3 separate regions of the Sus scrofa genome follow, and regions 2 and 3 are each linked to region 1. A link is a contact called in public Hi-C data. All regions are on one chromosome and are shown on one strand. Each heading gives the region's core, a stretch centred on a gene start, on an enhancer-like site or on the middle of the called end of the contact. The rest is flanking DNA. Distances are from core to core; before and after follow the strand shown. Region 1 holds the start of BCOR (BCL-6 corepressor). Region 2 has its middle 330 kb from the start of BCOR. Region 3 has its middle 300 kb from the start of BCOR.

Region 1 (2,512 bases), core at 6-2,505:
CGTCCAAGGCCTGGCCACACTCTCCACTTTTCCAGGCCTCGGACTTGAACCTCGTGGACTATGGAGCAGAGGAGGACACTTCTTCGGGCCCCTCTGGGGAGGAGGGGTACCGAAGTCAGGCATTCTCAAGGGCTCCGGCGAATGGCCAAGTTTGTGTCCTTTCCCTCCCACGCTGGAGTAGCGCTCGCCACTTTGGGGAAGCGTGAGACTCCTCATCCCCGGCCACGAGGCCATCCCTGTCTTCAAGGTGGGGCCGATGGTCTCTCTTCAGCACCCTCTCCCGCTCTGCGGCTCCTGCACGGCTCCTACAGTCCGGGGAGGCCCCCAGAGACGGCCCGCGCCTTCTCTCGCCCGCTCTTCCGGGGGGGGGGGAGGCGCGTGGGTCGTGTGCCCTACGACTCCAGCCCGCAGCCTCCGCGGAGCCGCCTCGGCAGCCCTCCCCGCCCGGAGTCGCCCTGCGGGATGCAGCCTCCCCCACGCGTAATGAGGCACCCCTGGGACGCAGGCAGGGATGGCGGTTCCGGTCGTTCCGGGATTTGCGTGCAAGAAGAAAACAAGGCCGGCGACTACAGGAGCGGCGCCTCCATTCTTGAGGTTCAGACGCCCGCGCGGTCTCCGCGTCGGTCCCGCTATCGCCACTCCTGTCTGGGGGGCCCGCTTCTGTACCCCCCGCCACCCCCCAGGAATCCCTCGTCCCGCCCGCGCCGCACCACGCGGAGCTCCGAGCACGCCGGCTCCCACCCCAGCCCCTCCATAACTCGCGCGCCTTCCTCGCCCCGGGCTCGGGCGCCACTCGCTCTCAGCGCCCGGAGTACGCCGGTTCCACCCTCGGCTGCGAAAGCCGCCGCCCCGTGCCACCCCCGCCCGGCCCGGCCCTTGTCCCAGCCCGGCTCCCCCGCCAGCTGCGCCGCCACCGCCGCACGTGACCCGCCCCCGTCGCGGCTTCCGCTGAGCTGCCTGTTCCGGAGCACAAACAATTTCTGCTCTGACGCGGGGTCTCTCGGGCCCCGGCGTCCTCTCCTCCCTGCCTCCCCCCCTTCCGGGTACGAGAACTCAAAACAACTCGCTGACCTTCGGGCCGACCAGCTCTGGCTTCCACCGACTCCGGCATTCCGTTCAAACCTTGCAGCGGCAGCTTCTAAGATTTCACTCCGCGCTGGGCTGGGGGGAGGGAGGGATTTATCCGGGAGGGGATGTCTCAGATCGAAAGAGCCACTTCACGCTCCTTCCTCTCCTCCGAAGTGAGTTTTTAGACTATCCGGAGGCCCTGGGGAAAGCCGCGCGCGAAGAAAGCCCCCCCCACCCCAACACACACACACACACACACACACACACACACACACACACACACACGCCGCCTTGACTAGCGCCTGACCTGATTTCCAGGGCCACAGCCTAGCGGCAGAGGGTCTAGCCAGCCTCGGGTCTGGCTGGCCTCGGAAATACTCTAAGCAGTGGATCAGAGCTCGGGTGAGGTGGGGGGATTGTGCTAAACAGTAATAGTAGCTCCCACTTCGGCGCTGTGCTGAGTACTTTACAAGCCCTCCTGCTTTACAGATCAGGAAACTGAGGCATCGAGAAAGCTCAGTTAAATGACTCTGTGAGAGTACTCCAGCTAGTAAGTGACTTGGAATATGAACCTGGGTCTCCCAGAGCCCCGGGCGGTTTAAACATTATGCTAGTTCTCACCTTGGAGTAAAAAGTACAGGCCCAGCTACAAAACGTAGTGTTTGCTTCCAGGCTATATATTTTCCATGTTGCATGGTGACTGGCACATAGTAGGCACCTAATAACTATTGGTGAAGTGAGTATCTGAATAAACGATAGACGGAATCACTGACGGTAAGTGGTTTTAGAGAAAACAGCCCCGAGCACTGTTCCTTCTAAGAGGACTGTTACACCTTAATAAATTCTCTAGCTGTTTTTTGACTGTTTGCAGATAACAGGAAACTCTTATTCAAAAATATATTAACCTCCCACCCCTACCCCCCAGCCAATCAGCCCGGCAGCATTTGAACTTGCTGGGGCACATAGCCAAAGCAGCTTTTACTTGGTCTCAGCCATTTCCCCCCCCACACACACACCTGTTCCTTCTCTGTAGGCTTCTGCTCGGGGTCAGGCAGCCTGGAACTGCATTTGAAATGATTCTGAACATATAACAGGAAAGGAGTGTACACCCACCAAACAAGGTTCAGTAGCTTCCCTTCCACAGGCTGCCGGTGGTGGTGGTGGCGGCGGCGGTGGCGGCGGTGGTGGTGGCGGCGTGGGGGCGGGGAGCGTGACTTCCAGCTCAGTGGCTATTTTTTAACTTACAGACCACGTAAGGAACACTGTGATCGGTGCATCTGTGCGGCTCACTCCGGAGTCCCAGCCCTCACCAGCTGCGTGGTGACATCTCTTGGAAGGCATTATCTACCTTAACCCACGATTCTGAGATGCTGGGCAGGGGGACTGCCTTTGCCATCTGGAGAGCCGCTACCTGTCCTGCTCCTTCCGGTGGCCCGAGAGAGGG
Region 2 (2,512 bases), core at 9-2,508, 330 kb before region 1:
CAGGCAGGGGTGAGCCAAGGAGTCCCTGGCCAGGCCCTAGACTGCTATACGAAGCTTACCCACGGAGGAAGTAATACCCAGTATTTGCATATTCAAATTGACCAATGGAGACCTATAGCTATCTTGTCTGTGATTGGTGAGATGACTTTGGGCCGCCCACAGCACCGCTCACGCTGATTGGTGAGATGACTTTGGGACAGCCCACAGCACCGCTCACGCTGTCTGCCCGAGTCAAGGGCCCCAGTAGGTACCGATGGGACACTCAACAGAGGGTTATTCAGAAAGAGTTTAGCGAAGGGGCTGTTTCCAGATGTGTGGGCATATTACAGAAACTACAAAGGATATGGAAGTGCCCTGGGACTAGCAACAGTGGGAGGTTGCTACCAGGCCCTGGGCTGAGGGGACAAGGGGTAGGGGCTGTTAGCAGCACAGGAGAGAGCTATAGGCGAAGGCTGCTGTGGACCGCCCCCACCCAACTGCAGTCCAGCCAGGGGAATAAATAATCCTACCTCTTGAGCCTTCCCACCAGCCAGCTTACCTGTTGGCCAAACCCTAACCCAACCGGGGGCCAGTGGCCAAGGCCACCCAACTGATCTGATCCACAAGGATCAGCCTCCTGGGATCCACATCCTCCTAGGACAGCAGATCTGGGGGGAAAAGGATCTGCCCACCCAGTACGGGGCTGCCCTCATCAGTCTGCCAGCCCCGAAACGACGTGTCAGGGGCCACTCGCCTGCTCAAGGCCTGGCCCGGCAGAACAAAAGACAGGCTGGTCACGGCCTGGCTGAGCTGTACCAAAAGAACTGTCCGAGACCATGCACTTGACCCATGCTCAACGTATAAACGTGTCTTAGCTACACATATGCCTACCATTAAGCCTCTGCACGGGTGTGGATTTTACCTTGATGCTAATAAATCTGATTTATTTAATAACGTTCAGACCACAGGACGGGGTCGCAAGGGGAAAAGGAGGTTTCTGGAGCAAAACCCAGGGCCCTCCCTGGCCCCAGCTTCTCTCAGGGACCCTTCCCCATCTCTTCCTCTCCCCCACCCCCAACCCCCACCCCCGCCCCCGGCTCAGGGAGAGGGTTAATAGATATGAGGGGGTGGGCGAAGGCCTTTTGTGGCCAAACACTCCTGAAAAGATTGGCGCTCCCCACCCCCTCCGGAAGGTTCACAATGTACATTAGCATAGTAAAGGCTCCAGATAAAGAAAACGTTTGGCTTTGTTTACTGTGGGGGTTGCCCGTACTTCCTGGAGCTTAAGCTGAAAGCGAAAGGAAGGGCGGGAGTTAGATAAGGGTGTTTGAGGCTGAGGACACGGTCCATGCGGAGGCCCAGAAAAGCGTGGAGAAGTGGATGCGGAGTGGAGAGCGGCTTGGAGGAGCGGGCCTTTGACCCAGAGGGCCCCGGGCGACGATGCGCTCGGCACTAGCGCCGCAGTCCCAGCCGGCTCGCCCAGCTCTCCGCGGGCTTGGCGGGCGGCCCCCTCGCATCCTTCCATCTGTGCCCGAGGGTTGGGGGACGGGCCAGAGTGAACTCGGACCTCGGGAGGAACCGGCCCTCTCGGAGCTTCTCCCCCCTCCCAGCCTTTTCACCCCAGAATGAGTAGAACTGCCGTGTCCAGAGGTCCCCTGGCAGCGGATAAGCCTGCTGGCCCTTCTGAAGGATGCGCACTCCAGGCCGGTTTCCTAGGAACCGAAGAGGTTTTGGAAATATCCCTTGACCCTCTTATGACCAAAACCCTTGGCCATGGGGCTGCAGTCCAGCGCCACCGAGTAAAGTGTGGCTCCAGGGAGGAAAAAAATAAAAGAGAATAAAAAATAAAGAGCCTGCCAGCATGGCACTGGCTGTCCCAGAAGCTCTACAACCTGGGACACTGGGTGCTGGCCTGGCCTCAGTCTCAGGAGTCTGCAGAGCATCCGGGGCTGGCAGAGGTGAGAGTTCACGGATGTATCCGCTTTAGAAAGGTCCGGGCATGGACAGAGGTGGTATGTGAATGGCTAGCAGGACACAAGACCTCAGCAACGCATCTCTCTCTGCCACTCTAGCTGGCCTGTCCTTTCTCCCCAGTGATCAGCACCTGGGGACTGCATCTCCCAGACCAGCGTGTGCATTCCAGCCTCAAATTACCACCCTCCTTATGTCAAATATAACACATTTTCCGAGCTAGTGACCTCTGCCCACACCCCCTCCCTAAAAAAAAAAAAACCCAGCCCTCCACTTCATCTGTCTTTGGGCGGCGGGTGACTGGCTTTCCTGGAGCCATCGGAGAGTCTAGCGAGTCTTTTGTTTTCCAATGAGGCTTTTCCTCCTTGATTCCCTTCCTCTCAATCTCATTTTAGTCCGAGTCTCTAAAGAGCAGGGCTGCCCAGCCTCCTGGCTCCTCCTGGCATCAGGCAGAAGCCAGTCTGGGGAGCCTGTGATTCAACGTACAGATTTGCAGGGTTGGCTCGCTGCTCTCAGATTCAGGCTCAGAGTGGCCATTCACCGAGAGTTCTGGGTCTCAAAG
Region 3 (2,512 bases), core at 5-2,504, 300 kb before region 1:
CCGCCTCCCAGAGCTGATGCCCAGATCCGGATGGAGGGGGAGGAGAGAGTGGGCTGCGGGAGGGAGGGGGTGGCAATGCCGCTGCCGCCACCGCCCCCTGCGTATAAAACTCCCTTTGTATGCAGGTCGCCGGCTGCTCCCCATGCCAGGTGCAGCTGCCAGGATTCTCAATGCGGTTTGAACACAATTTGCCAGTGTTGGTTCAGCTCCGCTGGCTTCCAGTTGGGGGGCCATATGCTGCCTTTAATCTGCCTGTGTGATTCTCACCGATGTCAATAGGCGCGGGCGGGTGGGTGGCTCCAATGGCCCGAGAGCCGCCGGGGCTGGGGTGGCGCTCCCACTGCTGCCAGGCGGCCCAGCTCCCCACGCCACCGAGGACCACCGGCGGGTCTTCTCGGGAGGCCGTGGCGCTGGGCAGTGGGGACAGGCGGGGCCGGCCGCTGGCAGCTGCCCCTGTGTTTGGCTATGGCGCGTGGGAGCCTCTCTGGTCGGCCATCCCCAGAGCCATCATTGGCCTTCCCCTCCGCAGAGATCCCTGCCAAGGAAGTCGGCCAGGGAGGTGCCAGCGCTCCGTCCAGACTTCACATTTCCCTCATTCTTTCTTTAATTGGATTTTTGGTCCTGCTGGGCAAAATAAGCTTTCCACTGGCAAAGCACTCTTGCCTCTTCTGAACGCACGATGGTGCCCAGCGGTTCTAGGCAGAGCGTCGCCTTCCTCCCCCACCACCGCATTTCATTTCATTCCTTGTCTCCAGGGACGCGAGAGCGTGGTGGGCGCACACGTGAGTGCACTCGCACACACACCACTCCCTGCACGCATGCACGCACACACACCACACGCACACACACCACATACACACTCTGCCAGGCCCAGGCTCCCTGCAAGAACTTGATTTTGAGGCCTTCTTTGAAAACAGTGATTCTCACTAACCAGGGAAAGACCCCTGCTCTGAACGACCCGGCATCTGGTGTTCTGAGCTGGGACCCAGGGCCAGCTGCACCCTCAGCGGGCTGTGCTGCCTCCTCCCTGGTAGTTAAACCTCCCTTCCCTGAAGCCCTTAAGTCCCAGTGTTATGACCCAGCCACAGATCAAAGTGCCAAGAAGCCATCTCGCTTCCCGGACCACCAGGCGAGCAAACTTAGCTTGTGGGGGTGGGGTGGGGGGCTGAGGGAGGAGCGGGCAGGCAAGCTGGAGTCTGCTGGAGAAGTGGCATTTCACTAGCAACAGGGGACATGTGGACACCCTGAGACTTGGACTGAAAAGAGGGGGAGGAGAGAGAGAAAGCCGGGAGGAGGCGAGGAGGAAGAGGAGGAGGAGGCAGGGGAGAGGAGACTGGGAGGAGGGGGAGGGAAGAGAAGCTGAAGCGAGGAAGGGGAGGGGAGGAAAAAGAGGAGGGGGAAGGGGGAGGAGGGGGGAGAGGAAGGGGAGGAGGAGAGGGGGAGAGGGAGTGAGAAGGAGGAGAGATGGGGAGGAGGGGGAGGGGAGGGGAGGAGGGGGGAGGGAGGGGAGGAGGGGGGACGGGGCAGAGGAAGAAGCAGGGGAAGAAGAGGAAACGGAGGGGAGAACAGGAAAGGGAGGAGGGAGAGGAAGAAGAGGGGAGGAAGGGAGGGAAAAGCCATCTCCCACCCGCACCCTCATCTGTCTTTAAAAGAGATGCGTTGTAAACGGTGGCGGCTCTGAGGGCCCGATGGGCTAACCCCCCACCCCCACCCCGGACCTGGGTTTAGCATATTAAGGAAATTCAGCCTGCGGGATCCTCACTCCCACACCCTCCTGGAGCCTAGCAATCTTCCACCCTGGGCTCCGGAGGCCCCGAATCTCCCTGCGGCTGGACACCTCCAAGGACCACCTTAAGCAGCCCTCGCCCGGGGCTTGCGAGGCACCCATTAAAATACACTGGGCTCAGCCCCTACTGCGGGCCCCCAGAAAGCTGCTGACCGTCAAATACATCCACAATATTTCAGAGTCCCTGTTAACAAGCGCCCATTAAAATTTGACAACCAGGTAGTATCGCAGAAAGCGCTCATTTTGAAAAAGAAAAAGAAAAAAAAAAAAAAAACTTGAGCGCTTTCTGCTGGTTCAGCAAGACAAAGCCGGTTTACCTGTCCCTGGCATTTTAAGCCTGGAGCACGGAGGCCTTAGCTCCTGGGTGCTGCCTGGTTAATGGAATGCGGGGTGTTTATTTGCCAGGCCACATCTGAACCCGGCTTGTTAATGAGCCTGCTGTTGTAAGCTCACTGTCAGTCAGCCTGCCTTTTTTTAATCAAAAGATAAAACAGTCGGTTATCAAGGATTAATGACTCTTACAGCATCCATATGAGGCTCGTATTTATCTTTTGAAAGAAAACGGAAGGAAGAAAAATGATGAGATTTTGTTTCAGTAAGCAGTTTAAATCTGCTCTGGTAAGTTGAATTCATTCATTCATTAATTCAGTCATGTGTCTGGGAGAAGCCAGCGGGAGCCCCTTCCATCATAAGAACTTCTGACTGTGAAATAAACCCCGAGTAACC

The links. Hi-C and Micro-C count contacts between places; a contact is called where the count stands out from the background.
Region 2: a Hi-C map of epiblast stem cells shows a contact between it and region 1, with 2.1 times the contacts expected there. The contact joins the enhancer-like site here to the promoter of BCOR in region 1. A contact is called at or near these places in 2 of 5 promoter capture datasets (fetal liver and liver), 13 of 47 Hi-C or Micro-C datasets (alveolar macrophages, brain, embryonic fibroblasts and 8 more) and 1 of 2 datasets of contacts at active chromatin or transcription factors (skeletal muscle).
Region 3: a Hi-C map of epiblast stem cells shows a contact between it and region 1, with 5 times the contacts expected there. The contact joins the enhancer-like site here to the promoter of BCOR in region 1. A contact is called at or near these places in 2 of 5 promoter capture datasets (fetal liver and liver), 3 of 47 Hi-C or Micro-C datasets (embryonic fibroblasts, epiblast stem cells and mesenchymal stem cells) and 1 of 2 datasets of contacts at active chromatin or transcription factors (skeletal muscle).

The regions. Positions count from the first base shown.
Region 1 is chrX:35,889,758-35,892,269 of Sscrofa11.1, forward strand. BCOR (BCL-6 corepressor) reads right to left here and starts at 1,256. Exons shown (of 14, transcript XM_021079595.1): 1 at 1,072-1,256. It overlaps LOC106506945, which reads left to right. Exons shown (of 4, transcript XM_021079602.1): 1 at 1-1,043; 2 at 2,316-2,512.
Region 2 is chrX:35,563,868-35,566,379 of Sscrofa11.1, forward strand. No RefSeq gene overlaps it. Among named protein-coding and RNA genes, the nearest start is that of BCOR, 330 kb to the right of the region's middle. Within about 2 kb of position 1,259, at least 24 of the 83 cell types and tissues checked have an H3K27ac peak or open chromatin away from gene starts, as enhancers often do. A contact at or near this core is called in epiblast stem cells, retroperitoneal adipose tissue and subcutaneous adipose tissue, where this site is marked.
Region 3 is chrX:35,586,232-35,588,743 of Sscrofa11.1, forward strand. No RefSeq gene overlaps it. Among named protein-coding and RNA genes, the nearest start is that of BCOR, 300 kb to the right of the region's middle. Within about 2 kb of position 1,255, at least 5 of the 83 cell types and tissues checked have an H3K27ac peak or open chromatin away from gene starts, as enhancers often do. A contact at or near this core is called in epiblast stem cells and skeletal muscle, where this site is marked.